Regions from separate parts of the Rattus norvegicus genome. Here region 1 is linked to region 2. A link is a contact called in public Hi-C data. All regions are on one chromosome and are shown on one strand. Each heading gives the region's core, a stretch centred on a gene start, on an enhancer-like site or on the middle of the called end of the contact. The rest is flanking DNA. Distances are from core to core; before and after follow the strand shown. Region 1 holds the start of Tll1 (tolloid-like 1). Region 2 has its middle 180 kb from the start of Cpe.

Region 1 (2,845 bases), core at 103-2,602, 300 kb after region 2:
CCTCTGGTTCCTCCTACCCTTTTCCTTCAAGAAGAAAACAGTATGTTGTCCTCCAGATTATCTGCTTACTTTTCTGCTGCAAGTATACAAGCGAAGGTTGTTTCTTCCTATCCTAAGAGAGACAGACACAAAGACTCTCTCTCTCATAAACACACATGTATATACAGAGAGAGAGAGAGAGAGAGAGAGAGAGAGAGAGAGAGAGAGAGAGAGAGAGAGAGAGAGAGAGACTGAGACTGACTCCCTGGCTCCTTACTTTTGCCTAAATGTCTACTTGGAACCGGGATGGGTTCCTCAAATAAAGATACAAAGGCACCAGAAGATAGTCCCTGCTAAAGTGACAGTAAAGTCGTGTTAGAAAAGGAAAACTCAGCTCTCCAGGCCCCCGGAAGCTTGGGGGTGGGGGAAGTCGGCTCACCTATTTTGGAAACTACTTACAGATGTGGGGAAACCTCGGAATTGCTCACACCAGGGGTTTTTTCAGAGATTTCCTCTGATTTTTTTCCCCCTTCCTCAATTTCCCACAACCTGTGTTTGTCTTGAGTCTGCTGGGCTGAGGAGTGGTTTACCTCTCTGATCCAGCTGCCGGCTCTTAACACACCGTCCTAGGGAGGAAATCAAACAAGTGAAGCCGAAGGGTACTAGGAGGCGCTGGGCACCGGCTCCAGAACTGTCAGAAAATTTGCGTGGCTAGTGTTCCAACTTCCCTTCCAGCGCCCACGTGAGCCCTAGCTCCAGCCCATCAGCGAGGGCTTAGCGTTTCCTGCTGGTGCGATCTGGAACTCGATTTTTTTTCTTTTAAATTAATTTCTCTAGTTCTTAGTAAAACTTTGTTGGTTAGGAGACTTTGGACAGAAGTCTGTTTTCTTACCCAAACAGAGAAAGGTCAGATACTTTTTTCTTCCACCCTTGAGGTAGGAAGGTTCAACAGCAGCAAGGGAAAGAAACACATACCGCCTATTTATCTGGGGGTGGGGCGGGGGGGCAGGATAGAGAGATTTGCAGCGAAGTTGTCACGATCCCTCGCGCCACCCCCGGTCTGGCGCTCTGCTCTGACACGTACCTCATCTATTAATTGCTGTTCGTGGACACAAATGCGGAATGCATTCGGTTTTTTTATCTTTAGTAAAATAGAAATGGAAATGCCAGCGCGCTCGTGTCTGTTTGTTTGTATAAGGCTATCAAACGAAGTCAGAGAGGAGGCTGGGGCCCGGATCCTGACCCTGATTGTATGAATAAGTAAGCAGGATGCGAGTGATTGGGTTAGATGCTGCGAAGATTTTTTTTTTTTTCAAGTTAGGAAGAGGGTAAAAAAGACAGCCTGGAGGGGGGAAAGAGGCACTCCAAATCCTCACACCCCTTTGCTCTCCGGGCAGTCGAGAGCTTCCCTAGCTTCTGCAGGCTTTTAAGGTCTGGCGGCGTAGAAATGCCTGGCTCCCACCCCCTTCCTCGGTCTCCCCTTTCAGTTCAGATGTGCTGATGTGCAGACCGGATTCATCTTCCCGGAGCGGCGGCGGCGGCAGCGGCAGCGGCGGGCGCAGGCGGCTGCAGCTCGCGCTCGGCCGCGGGGTCCTGACAGCGGCGGGGGCGCGGCGCAGGAGCCGGAGCTCCGGTGGCAGCTGAGCCCGCCGTGCGCCTCTCGCCGCGGCCGGTCGCGATCGCGATCGCGGGAAGTTCGGCCGCTGGAAGGACGACCTGGACCGTGCCGGGTTGGCTGCGGCTGCCCTGGGCCGAGCTCCTCACCTGCCTTCCGCCCACCCGCGGGTCCCTGGCCAAGTTCCCCAGCATCCGGGGGAGCCAGGCAGCGTTTGCCCTCTCTAGGGTCCGGAAGACACCCGCATGTCTCCGGACACCTGAACACTCAGGTCTTTCCGAGGATCCTCCCAGTGGGGAGAAGAGCACTGTCCCTAGAGCCCCGCATATCCACGCGGCCCTCGGGGTCTGGTCCCCTCCTTCCTCTAGGGGAGGAGGATGGGTTTGCAAGCGCTCTCCCCTAGGATGCTTCTGTGGTTGGTGGTCTCGGGTATTGTTTTCTCCCGGGAGCTGTGGGTCTGCACTGGCCTCGATTATGATTACACTTTTGATGGGAACGAAGAGGACAAAACGGAGCCTATAGATTACAAGGACCCGTGCAAAGCTGGTAAGTGCCTGTCTAAGTTGGGACTGTGGCGCGCTGCTGGGGACCAAGGTGCTGGAGTCTCCTACTAGAGGCAGTGGGAGCTCACCTGTTTCCTTCTCTCCTCTTCGGCCCCTCCGTCGTCGCCCCTCCTCTCTCCCCCTCCTTTTTCCTTCCTCCCTCTCCACCCTGAGCGGCCCAAGTTCCCTGGAGTTCTGTGCTGGTAGGATCAGATGCCAAGCACTGGTCCCCCTCGCTAGAGGCAAACGTCCCGTCCTGGAGTTTCTGATCCCTCCCCCATCCCCTGTGAAATTAAACAAGTCATAAACACAGCTGGCTTCTGTGGGTTTTAAATGCCAGCACGAAGTGGGTTCAATGCACCAGGAAGGGACAAGACCTCCGCTGTTCCAGGACGAGGTTTGCCAGCATCTGTTCATGACCGAGTGGGCAGAGTTTTCCAAAAGGTGGGTGGAGATAGCGTCGCTACCTCTGGGCACTCTCACTCCTTGTTTTACCAAGAGTTTAAGTGTGAGTTCCAGGCCAGAAGCATCAGTGTTGTGACAACCTAAAAAGAACTCAATTGTAGATAAGATTGGAGTTACTATTTTCTCCCACTTAAAAATAAATCTAAAAATATTTATACCAAGTTGCTACCCCATTCAAATTTGTGTCTTCCTGAAAATACTCCCTGGAGCCGCAGTGGCACCGACATTGTCTGAAGCCCAGGGA
Region 2 (2,700 bases), core at 39-2,538:
GCATAGTCTCGAATTTTCTGGTATGAGAGTCACAGACCTAGCTGTGCATCTCTGTCCTTTGAAATTTTAACTGGAGAAGGGAGTGAATCGTGTGCTAACATCTTCACCTGCTCTACCTCATCTGTGGTAGCAATTCTGAATCCAAGAAACAATTATCCCTCCTTCTAACTGGGTGGAAAAAGATAGTTTCCCTTATTCCTTGTGTGTACTATGGTTCTCTCTCACAATCTCTATATTCTAGACCTTCACCATGGCTTCTTTAGGCTACACAAATTCTTCTTCAAATCCTGGATCTTCCAAATGTAAGCTAAGACTTGTTTTGTAACTCTAGCAATACAGTTCTCTTTTGGTTCTGGGTTCTGTTCTCCTTCTAAGTGATGAATACCTCAGTCCTGTCAAGGGACTAAGTATTAGCAAGAATTATCAGGCAGGAAATGATTGGATGACATTTCACAGCGTGTGACTGATACTGATGGAACTCTGTGAAAAACAATATCCCTTCCGTTTTACTCCCTGAATAGAAGCCAGTAACAGTCACTTCCTGATACATATTACGTCAATGTCTCTGCCAAGCACGAAGCCTACACAACTGCCTTCATGTAGTTATTGATGGCATACACCTCATTCAAACATAGTGATGATACATGTATCACGATGGTGATGACATGTATATATACGTACATGTACGTGATGTACATATACACATATGTATGCATATTGAGTATATACCAAGAAGAATAAAATAGAGATTGAGCCTTGAGTTCTGAAACTGCTAAGCAAGTGTTGTATCACTGAGCTGGACCCCACCCCTTAGTTTGGGTTCATTTATGTTAATCAAAACATGCAGTTAAGACTCGATTCATCCTCCAAAAAGAGACAGGAACATTCTTTCCTATGTAGGCCTAATTCACTCAAGGCCTATTATGACAAAATAAAACAGGGCTAAGGCCTACTTAGCAAAACACTAATTGTTACGTTTTGTAAACCACTAGTAAAATTATTGAAGGTAATGGCCGTGTAGTGGTTCAAAGAGAACTACAGAGAATTATGTTTGATTTTCTTCTGGAAGTGAAGCCTTTTGCAGTCACTTCCTGGCTATGGGATTAGCACTTACCAGTATAATTAATTCTCCTGGCAAGGAGTTAGTTTGGGCAGTGACTTGTGCATCTGAGATCTACATTAGGGAAGGTTTTAGGAGGGAAGCGTGTGAAATCTCACATAGAGCTGGCTTTCCTTTCTGGATACACACCTGTCAGCTGGAAGCCTGGGCTTTGTGCCAGAATCAGGCGCTGTGCTACAGGTCTGCCGAGGCCAGCCAGGGTCACTGTAAGCCTACTCCCCTCATCCCACACATGTGCGTCTCCAGCTCTTCAGCAGTGGCAAATTCTATTTCTGTTTATTTAGAGAAAGTTTTGATACTCCTGTATTGGACCTGTATCTCTCCTGTTCTTAGTTGAAGTGAAGCCATATGTCCCTTCATAGTCACTCTGAAACCTCCAGGATTAGAAACTCCAGCTCTCTGCTACTAGACCATCATGGGCATGTCTTCATAAGCTTTGATTAATTATCAGTGTTGTATCATGTTCCTTCTCTTCCTTGACTCATCGCCCCATGAGGAAGTATCTTGATACTCCCATTTTTAATTCTCAGCCTTTTATTCAGTATCAACAGTGTTGGGAAAATAAGGGGTTTCCCTCTACTTCCTGTCAGGACTTAGCCTTTATAAAATCTCCCAACATTTGCATATGGAAATTTCATTTCTTCACCAGGTTAGATGTGAATTTTGGTTGCCATTTAAGTTATTTTTTTATTAACCTATAAAAACATGATAGTTTCTACCAACGTTTAAATGATTAATAACCTAGCTGGATATGGTGGCACATGTCCCAGAGCTTCACATGGCAAAGTGGGAAGATGACGAGTTCAAGGCCGACCTGAGTTCCATAATGAATTCAAAGCACGCCTAGGCTACATGATGATAAAATAGTCTTAAGTAGTCTGAAACCAAGCCAAAATACCACCACTGACAAAGGTTAGTAATAATAGTCTTAATATCTAACCTTGGCTGTTACCTAGTTGGAATTTGTTCTCTGATGAGTTTAACAAGAAGAAGTAAAACAAAGCAAAACAAAACAAATGTCTGTTCATATTCCTTTAGGAAGCAACGAATACAAATCTTCCTTCGTACTTGTGCCCTTATGAAACAAAAGAAGTAAGGACTTTATGCTCTGGGCACTGCACTTTACAATTATCAATAATGTAAATGACTTCTGGAAGAGCATTCTGCCAGGCCTTTGGTAAGCATTTCCACTGGGAACCCATCAGTTGGCATTTCAGGGAATCACCATGACTGCGGAGTGTCTGTTACTACTTTGCTGACTTCCCTTCTGGATGGCCATTCCCTGTGCTCCTTTATTTTCATCTTCCCCTTTTCTTCATTTCTTCTAGTCTTTTTTCCTTCTGACTCCCTTTGTCACCACCATCTGTCCCAAGAGCCCTCATGGACCGCATTCGCTGTAGAGTGACACTTTAGTTGCTTTGTGGCACACCTGTGCCCCACACTCGCAGGCTGCTTTCAGTTTTGCTAATGTTTTCTTTTTTTCCTTTGTAAGTGATATTGTACCCTGCCCTTTATGGGCAGCTTCATTACTTACAGAAACCTCATCTTGGTAACTCTAGGAGGCTTTTACTTCCCCGGGT

Evidence for each region. Hi-C and Micro-C count contacts between places; a contact is called where the count stands out from the background.
Region 1: a Hi-C map of psoas muscle shows a contact between it and region 2, with 2.1 times the contacts expected there. The contact joins the promoter of Tll1 here to the enhancer-like site in region 2. A contact is called at or near these places in 2 of 12 Hi-C or Micro-C datasets (frontal cortex and psoas muscle).

The regions. Positions count from the first base shown.
Region 1 is chr16:30,274,140-30,276,984 of GRCr8, forward strand. Tll1 (tolloid-like 1) reads left to right here and starts at 1,353. Exons shown (of 21, transcript NM_001106081.2): 1 at 1,353-2,140. The coding sequence starts at 1,972.
Region 2 is chr16:29,978,698-29,981,397 of GRCr8, forward strand. No RefSeq gene overlaps it. Among named protein-coding and RNA genes, the nearest start is that of Cpe, 180 kb to the left of the region's middle. Within about 2 kb of position 1,289, at least 4 of the 93 cell types and tissues checked have an H3K27ac peak or open chromatin away from gene starts, as enhancers often do.